2 separate regions of the Mus musculus genome follow, and region 2 is linked to region 1. Evidence: chromatin contacts called from public HiChIP or PLAC-seq data. All regions are on one chromosome and are shown on one strand. Each heading gives the region's core, a stretch centred on a gene start, on an enhancer-like site or on the middle of the called end of the contact. The rest is flanking DNA. Distances are from core to core; before and after follow the strand shown.

Region 1 (4,753 bases), core at 1,241-3,740:
AATCCCTTGAAACTTTGGAATCCTGTGTCATCTATAAACTAAATTAGAATAAATGTTCTCTGAGGGTGATGTCTGAAGGTCAGAATGGTGGTGGAGTCACTGGGTGAGTGAGGATGGAATCAGCCACATCCCATGTACTTTACAATGACCCTGGGCCTGAGTTTGCATCTCAGGGGTGCCTGGGATCATTGTATAGAAACCCAAGAGGCAAACTCACACCCTACAGTGAGCTCCAGCTGGGCCAGAGGGATGGCTCAGTAAGAAAGGGTTTGCTGTGCAAATATGAGGACCTGAGTTCAATCCCCAGGATCTAGGTAAAGCCATATACCAGCTGTATTTGTAATCTCGATGTTGAGGGCTTGCTGGGCAGCTAGCCTAAGTAATCACTGCCCCAGGCCACTTGTTATAAAACACAAAGTGAAATGTTGCTGAGAAACAGCCCCAAAGCACATGAGAATCAAATACTCAGTTAATTACCTCCATAATAGAGACAGTCTAGGAAAGAAGTTAAGGGTTACCTTTTCTTCTGATAGAAGTGCTGATAGATCTGTTCTTAAGCCTTTCTGCAGTGAGTGTCATAAACAATGCTAACTTGGTTCCAAATTCAACTCAAGGAGAATGTAGACTTTCTAAATCTGAGCATGGGAAATATTACTAGCATTAATTAGAACCCGGACTGAGAGAAGCTTTTGTTGAGACATGCTTTGTCCCACAAGATGATGGTTGATCGCCATCCAGTTTTAAGGTTTGTTTGTTTGTTTGTTTGTTTGTTTGTTTTTCCCTATTTTGGTTTTTGGAGACAGAGTTTTTCTATGTAGCCCTGGCTGTCCTGGAACTTACTCTGTAGACCAGGCTGGCTTCGAACACAAAGATCAACTGCTAGTTTTATGTTTGTTTGTTTGTTTTTAAATGTTTATATTTACTGTGTGTGTGTAGATCAGAGGACAACTTATGGAAATCAGTTCTCTCCTTCCACCATGTGGACCCAAGGATAAAACTCAGGTTGTCAGTCTTAGCAGCAGGTACCTTTATCTGCTGAGCCATCTTGTCAGCTGGTTTATATGTCTTATAATTAATGTATAGCTAATAAATAACTTCATTTTTAATCACAGCCTGGGATAAAATTTTAATTAAACTGTGTATCAAGATCTACCATCTTTATTCAATACCTAGGTAAATATAACCCCTCACATTCTTTTTCCTCCTCCCCCTCCTTCCCTGTCTCTTCTCTCTCCCTCCTTTCTCTCTCTCCCTCTCCCTTCCATTCTTTCCACATCATTTATACCACAGCTACTAGAAAGCTCCAGGCCTCTGAACTCCAGGCAGCAACCATGCTGATACAAAGACGGTTGCTTTGTTTGAGTAACTGACCTCCCAAAAGAAGAGATGGAGGTCTCCTTGTCATCTGAAAAGACCTTTTGCCCAGATGTTAATTGCTTTTAATGAAGGTTGTACGTGATGAGAACATACACTGTAAGCTTGAGTCTGTTTTATCATTCAACACAGCAGTAGTAGAGGATGTGTTGGCCACCATTTTCTGCGTAGGTGTACTGCCAGGAAATTAGAACTGTCATCATGAACCTCTTCAAGGGATACCCTGGCCTGTTCAGATCATGGAACTCCAGCAAACAGAGGGCTTGAGGCTCTGTTACAAAAAGAATGGTACCCAATGTAAGTGACCCAGAAGGCACAGCTGGGATGTTCCCATGTGATATGACTACTTTGACATGAAGTCATGGCATCTCTGTAGGAATTCCTCTTGAAGCAAAGGGAACGGAGCTTACAATCTTCAGGTGTCTGTGCAGCCTGCGGATGCATCCTTGTGTGGCCAGGGCAAGCTCTTCATAGGGTCCAGAAACAGATCCACAAACTTAAAGCATGAAAGCTTTTTCATGAGGTTATTTCAGAGGGACTGAGCGACTCAACTGTGTGGCTCTCCAGCGTGAACTTTAGAGATGATAATGTCATATTGCAATGTCAAAAATCTGAACACACCGCTAAAGAGAACCACCGCTGCCAAGACACAGGGGCGTTCCTCCCCTTTTTAAGATAGAGACCTCAGCAAGAAGCCATGACTGTTGGCAGAAGTCTGGGAGGTTCTGTGACACTCCGTTTTCCTGGAGAGTGTTATCTTAATTCATCTGAAGGTACCAGCATGTGATGTCAGAGTGCACAGCAAGGGCAATGAAGCCAAGCAAGTTGTTCCTGAGAGAGCTGCTGCAGGAAATGCCTCTTATCAATGACACCATCTTTACACGCAACGGACAACAGCTTGTGTTCTTTCGGGAAGCGGGGCGGGGTGGATAATAACCTGGTTTATTTGTATAAAGGGAGAAATTATGTTGATGGGGGAGGAGTCGATGAGCAAGTTCTGACTGGTGAGTTATTATATAATAACGAGGACGGTGGGAGTAAGCCTGAGTTGAGATGCCAAAGGCTCCCCTTTGCAATTATAAATGTGAATCGAAGGCAGAAGCAGGTGAACTCGTGTTGAAAGCTTCTGCAGCCAGAGAAAAAGCAAGATGAGGCAGGAATGGAGAACAACAGGAGTCCCTCTGCAGCAGACCAAGAGCACCATCAGAGAGGACCAGGTCAGATGAACAGAAAGCAACTTCTAAGATAGCCAGGGCTGTTAGAAAACAAAAAATAAAATAAAAGAACTGGCCAATGACCTCCTTCAGGGAGTCCATGGTCTACCAGATGGGAGAAAGGGCAGCCCTTCATGCTTGAACTCTGAGGTAGGTTTGCCCATCTCATGATGGGCATTTTTGTCCTTCCTTAAAGTTCCTACCTTGCATGGCATCATGGAAGGCTACCAGGAACCAAGATGTCTGATTCACAGAAGTTTAAAGCTGCCAGAGACCCTTGAAACTTTGTAACATCGAGAGTCAATATGGCTTGCTAATGCCCTCAGCAATGGAGGTATTTGTTACCTCATTGTCTTCATCTTCCCCCATTTGTTTTATGTGTTAATTTCAAAGACACAGAGGGCTCACATCCACACTGATGTTAAAGTCTTGCACCTCCAGAAGCATACTTGCCACCCTGCACACTCAGCAAATGTTTGTGCTAAAGCAAAGAGCAGCACTGAGGGAAGCAATTAGCAAATCTCTGAATTCTCCTTCTGATTACACCTAAATTCCAAAAGCTAATTGGCTAAAATGTTCTTCCGTAATTAGAAGCAATTAATACATGAAACTAGGTTTGCATTTCACGATTGAAATCTCTAACTTCATTTACTAATGGTCACTAATGGCCTGTAATCATAAGGTACACACAATTACAGGGGGATTTTCAAAGTGTTGGAATGGAAGACTGTCTGAATTTATGAATTATTCTTCCATTGCTGAATACAGAGCCAAGGTCTACTGCAAAATGTATCATGTGTGCACATGCTTGCTCAAACACTCTCAAAGGAGTACATTTGTGACATCTGGCCCCTTCTGGATTTCCCACTCTCCACTGTCATCCCTCAGCATCCAGGACCCCACTGACACCTAAATCCTCAGATGTTCAAGTTCCTTTTAAAGTATGGTGTGGCATTGGCATGCAGCCTGTAGACATCCTACTGCAGACTTAAAATGATCTTTACATTACTTACTACTTTAAATCATCTTTATATAATTTATAGCACAATGTAAATGCTATGAAAAATGTTACCCTATATCAATTAGAATATAACAAAAAGGTCAAAATGTTCCATACACATATAACTTTTTTCAAATGCTTTTGACTCAACGTTGACTCAAAGTTAATTCAAAATTGAATTAACTCATGGATGTGAAACTCACAGCTGGGCTGCTCTTTCATCCCCTCTCCCTGAGAAGATTTCTCTCTGTTGTCATCACTCGGGCTAGATACTCCCAGCACCAAAGCCTACTGAAATCCATCTATAAGACAAATAAAGCCAGGGGATAGCTCAGTCCTTAAAGTGCTTGTTTTGCAAGCAAAAGGACCTGCACTGGATTGCCAGACCTATGTGAAAATCTGAGCAAGATGGCGCATGCTTATAATTCCAGCACTCGGGAGGCTGAGGCAGGAGGATCCCTCTGGCTCACTGGCCAGCCAGCTTATCCTAATCAGCAAGCAATTGGTTTTGTCACTAAAACCAAGGTGGCAAGTTCCTGAGAAGTGACACCCAAGATGGCCCTCTGGCCTCCGCATGCACATGTGCACACACACACATGCATGTGCACATACATAAAAAGATGAAGATAGTTAAGCCCGTCCCTGTGTAGCAGTGAAAGGAAAACTGTTTCTTACTTGATCTGTGACAGGCCCCAGGTTATATATCTTTGAGCCCAATAAACAGGGCTCATTGGCAGAGACTCCCCAGGGACCAACAGCAGAGGGAGCTGTGGAAGGAAATAGCAAAGATGAGTGACAGGTAGATGATAGGGTTGGAAAAGGGCATCTGAGAACCAAGCCTAGAGGTGAACCAGGCCTAGAGAGGAGGCATCTGCAGGTGTGAGACCTTGCTGAAATCCCCTACCACACAGCCAAGTCTTCTAATGAGATGGCATTCTAAGACAAAAATGAAAAGACAGATGAGTGAAAAGCAGAGCTCCCCTTCACGCTTCAAGACTTACTTTTATCTGTGTGTGTGTGTGTGTGTGTGTGTGTGTGCCCTGTGTGTGGTGCCCTTGGAGACCAGAAGAGCAATACAAATCTATGGGTACTGTGCTTTTATCTGCCTCTTAAGATTTCTATTTAGGGGCTGGTGAGATGGCTCAGTGGGTAAGAGCACTAACTG
Region 2 (4,753 bases), core at 1,012-3,511, 61 kb before region 1:
CCGGGGCCAGGGAAGGTTGTGCGCACTGTGATGAGGGCTGGGGCGTGCTGGCCTCGCGCGCGGACCCTGTTACCTGTGCGTCCGCATCACGAGCAGGCCGAAGACAGGAACGCGCGGGCGCGGACGCGCACTAACGCGGGTGCGCGCATGGGCCTCTCGGTCCAGGTCACGTGGTGGAGTAGGCTCCGCCTTCTCCCCCACTCCTCCCCCCCCTTTCCCTCCATCTGGGTTTCTTTCTTTCCTTTTCTTTCTTCTTTTTTTTTTTTTTTTTTTCTTCAATGAACACACACCGTGTGCATCTTAAAGCCACACTGCCCCATTTCACGGGTTCATTTGACTCCTCACTACTCCGGTTCCTTCTGCAGTTCAAGTCGGAAAAGAAAAATAATAGGACGTAGCAGAATCCCGTGTTTCTGGGTCTGGTGTCTACTGCGGGGAGGAGGAACTTCAAAACTTATTGGAGAATGGAATGTGCTTTCTTAAGTGTTATTTTTTTTTTTTCTTAAAGAGCGTAGTTGTGTAGACAGTTTAATTTGTTGCTGGCTCCAACATTCACTCCCCTCCCCACTACGCATTTTTCTTCTTCTTGTTGTTTGTTGTTGTGAATCCCCTGAATGTCTTGGTGACACTGGACACAATATCAGGACAAATCGTAGCGCTCTATGAACAATTTGTTTAAAATGAATTCCACATCAAAGCCTTTATTCTCTTCTACGTCACGCTATTAAATGTTACAGGGTGTGTATCGAGCTTTATTTTGTTTTAAAGTTTAAAACTGACTTTAAGAATGTGATTAATTAATGAGGATCCAGACGAATTCCAAATATCAGGAAATCTCTCATTTCCATTTCTCTGGCCTGCTGAAAAGATTTGCTTTTTATATATTAAAAATTCAAATAAAATAGCAGACTTGTCTGGAGTCTCCTTATAGACGTTTTCAAATTGGACTGTATTGTGTATTGGAGGGGGGCGATAGAGGAGTGAGAGGGGTTTTTAAAAGGGCTGGCTTTTCCCAACATCCTTGCTCGCCTCTTTAACTTTCCATTTTGTTTATCTTAATACGAGGCGTTGTTCCCTGCGAGAGTCTAAGTCTTGCCTTTGGTTATAAAAGAAAAGAGGAGAAAAAAAAATTGGCACACACTGGCGCACTATCCACCACCCTGTCATTATTGGTGCAGGCCTGGGAATTCAAGCCGGACCTCCCAGTATTTGCTGCAGCTTGAGGCCAAAGTGCCTCTAAAAGGGTTTTCTTTGAGGAATCTCAGAAATTGTTTAAGCGCTTAAAAAAATATATTACCTATCCCTCATGTCTATTGCGAGGCAAATGCTCCTGTACGTGTGAGTGTGTGCGTGTGTATGTGTGTCTGTGTGTGTGTGCGCGCGCGCTCGCAAAAGGCGTCTCGAAAAAGAAGACACTGTTGAAAAGAAAAGAAATAAGAAAGAAAGGAGGGGGGAGCATTCCTTAATGGAAGTATTGCATGCGAGAGGGTTGGCGCTGAGCGAGCGCCCCCCCACCCCCAAGCCTGGGATGCACACACGGGGGTTGCCTACCTGGGTGGTCTCTCTACTTTGGTGAGCTGTTGCTAAGCAGCTAATAATAGTCATGTTTGCTGAGTAATTTCTGCCCTCCAAGAGCCAATCGCGTTGCAGAAACCCAAGCCATCTGACAGCCCCGGGGGCGGGAGTTCCAGCCTTTTTCTCTTTCGCTCGCTCTTTCCCCCTCCACCCCCTCCCCTCCTCCTCCTCTTTCTCCAAATGGAGAGAGTTCTTTTTTTTCTTCTTCCATCTCATCTATTGAGTCAAGGAGCTGCTGCGGCCGCTGCCCGCTGCACACACACAGAGCGGAGTCCCCAGGTCCCGGTAGCGAAAGAAGCGCGCGGCGCGGGGGCAGAATGGTCCAGCGGGTCGGTGAGGAGAACAAGAAAGCAGAGTCCGGGACCGAGCAGCCACCGCGAACCCAGCAGCCAGAGAGCGACCAGCCGTTTCAGAAGCCGCCACCGCCAACTCCAGCCGCAGCCGCAGCAGCACCAGCAGCAGCAGCGGCAGCCCCGGCCCGGCATCGTTGAGACTCGCCGGGTACCGTCGCGTCGCCCGCAGCGGGCGCCGAGGGAGCCGGCGCGAGCGGCGGGGGTCTGCGCGCGCCTTCTGCCGTGAAGGGGTCGCGGCGCGGGGCGGGGACGTCTGGGGGGGACTTGGGGACCGCGAGGCGCGCCCTGGAAGCGCCGGCTCTCGCCTTCCCGCGAGCTGGATGTGGGCAGCGGCGGCCGCAAAGACCTCGGGACTCACGCGCAATGTGGCAATGGAAGGCGCAGGGTCTGAGTCCCCGGCAGCGGCCACGGCCGCAGCACCCGCAGCGCCCGCCGTGTGAGCGGCAGCAGCGGGTCTGTCACCCGGAGCCGGAGTCCCCGGCGGCCAGCAGCGTCCTCGCGAGCCGAGCGCCCAGGCGCGCCCGGAGCCCGCGGCGGCGGCGGCAACATGGCCTCGGCTGGTAACGCCGCCGGGGCCCTGGGCAGGCAGGCCGGCGGCGGGAGGCGCAGACGGACCGGGGGACCGCACCGCGCCGCGCCGGACCGGGACTATCTGCACCGGCCCAGCTACTGCGACGCCGCCTTCGCTCTGGAGCAGATTTCCAAGGTGCACTTCTGTCCCCTCCTCCCTCTTCACTTTTCCCTCTTCTTCCTCCTTGGGATCCCTGCCACACAGACACACACACACACTCCTGAGAAAGCAGCAGACAAGTGAAGGTTGAAAAATTCAAACCCTCCCTCCGGACTTTGGAGGAAAGGGCTGTCTGAGGTCCGCAGGGGGTGGAGGGGTGCCTGTGTGTGTGCGTGCGTGTGTGTGGTGTGTGCGCGCGCACACGCCCTCCCTGGTGTGCCTTTTCCGGAGCTTTGGAAACCGTCCTGAGTGGACCACCTCCAGGGCGGCCGCAATGCGGCACTGCCTTCGGCCCCAGCGCCTTTCTCCCGCGCCCCTGCCCACGGTTGCAGCCTAAAGTTCGGCGTTGCCACATTTCTTAACCTCTTTGAGGGGGAGGCGGAGTGGAGAGAGGCGGAGAGAGACAGAGGGGAGGGAGCCAAAGTAAAGGTGGTTTCCTTTTTTGGCAGCCGGTTCTGCTTTCGTTGAGCTTGAAATCTCTGCTCCCTTAAAAATTATTCTCGGGAGAGGACGTCCCCTCTCTTCCAGGTCTTGGGCCGCCTCTTCTCCCAGCCTGCCGGGGAGGGGGGCAGTTGTAAACAAGTTGCCACCTTAAATCTTCGGTACGGGTGTGCGGAACGGCCGGGTTCATTGTGTTTACGAGGCTGGCTGAAATGTGTGGAATCCGGGGAAGGCAAGCACCTAGCCTGGGGCCCGCAGGGGCCCTGGCCAGCACCCCGGGCTCCGCCGCCCGGAGAGCAGCCTGCGCCCAGCCAGGACCCCCGCCGGCGCCGGCCTGGGCCTCTTCCTTGTGCACTCGGCTATTTTAAAGAGTTCACCAGGAGGGAATGGGAGAGGGAGGAAAGATCCTTGTGGCCGCCCTCTTCCGAGCACAAATAGTGTAAGTTGTAGATGGCTGCCGCATTTCCTAACTGAGCTCCCGCGGTGTCTCCTAAGGCTGTGGAAAAGAGTGTGGACCGAACTCTGGCTGCGGGGCTCACCACGTGGACCTCGCGTACAGCCACACCGGGGCCAGATGGACCACGGTTGCTGTAGATTGTCCCTAAGTGCGCTTGCGCCCTTCACTCGGCCTCCGGGGCACTGGAGGAGGCCACAGGCTGGAGCAGGACTTAGGGAAGGGGGGACGTTTCCTGGGGGTTCTTTAGTGTTGGGCTTCTCGGCTAGGATCACTCAGGCCCTCCCTCCAGGTCCCCGGTACTAAACCATGGCTGCTGGTGGTGGCTTCTCAGTTAGCCTCTCTCCCCAGCACCCCAAGTCTCATTCAGGACTGGCGCTCAGGCCACGCGTGGGGGCGCCCCCTGGTCCCTAGAGTACAGTTCCCACGCTGCAGTCTCACTGATTTACAACCAAGGCCCCCACGCCCCCAGGGCTTCCTCTGGATGGTCCTGGTTCCAGTCCGAGGGAGAGGCATTGCGCCGCGGGCGCCCACGCCCCACACTGCTGTCCAGAGGGGATCCCCGGGCGGGTGTGCGGGGGACAGCGATTCCCCGGCGTTCACTCCTCCCTTCTGCTTCGTCCCCAGGGGAAGGCTACTGGCCGGAAAGCGCCGCTGTGGCTGAGAGCGAAGTTTCAGAGACTCTTATTTAAACTGGGTTGTTACATTCAAAAGAACTGCGGCAAGTTTTTGGTTGTGGGTCTCCTCATATTTGGGGCCTTCGCTGTGGGATTAAAGGCAGCTAATCTCGAGACCAACGTGGAGGAGCTGTGGGTGGAAGGTAAGCGATCAGGCGCCGCTAGCGCGTCCTTCGTCTTCCTTCCCTTTACTGTGTTTGATGAAGATATTTGCCAGCATGCACCTAGAGCCTCCTTGTAGCCAACGAGAAGCCCTTGCCCGCACCAGGGGCGACTGTTTATTGTTTGCATGGCTGGCCAGTAGCCAGGCCCGCCCGACAAAGGCCGCGCTGTAATCTACTCGGGGCGCTGCGCTTTGCTAGGTGTGGTGGGAGAGAGTGGCGGGGGCGCAGAGGCCCTGCGCGGGACGGACCACTCCGCAGAGCCGTGGGGGTGGTCCCCGAAGCTCGCCACAGCTGCCTGCCTGGCTTTGGCCCGGGAGCCGCGGCCCGGGAAAGGCCTCTCTGATCCGGGAGCCTGAGCT

Evidence for each region. HiChIP or PLAC-seq counts read pairs in DNA pulled down with a chosen protein or histone mark.
Region 2: a contact with region 1 is called in an H3K4me3 HiChIP or PLAC-seq map of the SCID.adh cell line, with 18 read pairs. The contact joins the promoter of Ptch1 here to the enhancer-like site in region 1. A contact is called at or near these places in 10 of 39 promoter capture datasets (the 3T3-L1 cell line, cranial neural crest, embryonic stem cells and 4 more), 11 of 484 Hi-C or Micro-C datasets (the C2C12 cell line, the G1E-ER4 cell line, the MC38 cell line and 4 more), 19 of 115 datasets of contacts at active chromatin or transcription factors (the 230-238 cell line, the SCID.adh cell line, Th17 cells and 9 more) and 2 of 9 other capture datasets (adipose tissue and liver).

The regions. Positions count from the first base shown.
Region 1 is chr13:63,502,173-63,506,925 of GRCm38.p6, reverse strand. No RefSeq gene overlaps it. Among named protein-coding and RNA genes, the nearest start is that of Ptch1, 61 kb to the left of the region's middle. Within about 2 kb of position 2,490, at least 1 of the 459 cell types and tissues checked has an H3K27ac peak or open chromatin away from gene starts, as enhancers often do. A contact at or near this core is called in the SCID.adh cell line, where this site is marked.
Region 2 is chr13:63,563,243-63,567,995 of GRCm38.p6, reverse strand. Ptch1 (patched 1) reads left to right here and starts at 2,261. Exons shown (of 24, transcript NM_008957.3): 1 at 2,261-2,634; 2 at 4,181-4,373. The coding sequence starts at 2,476. RefSeq lists an enhancer at 1,523-1,702.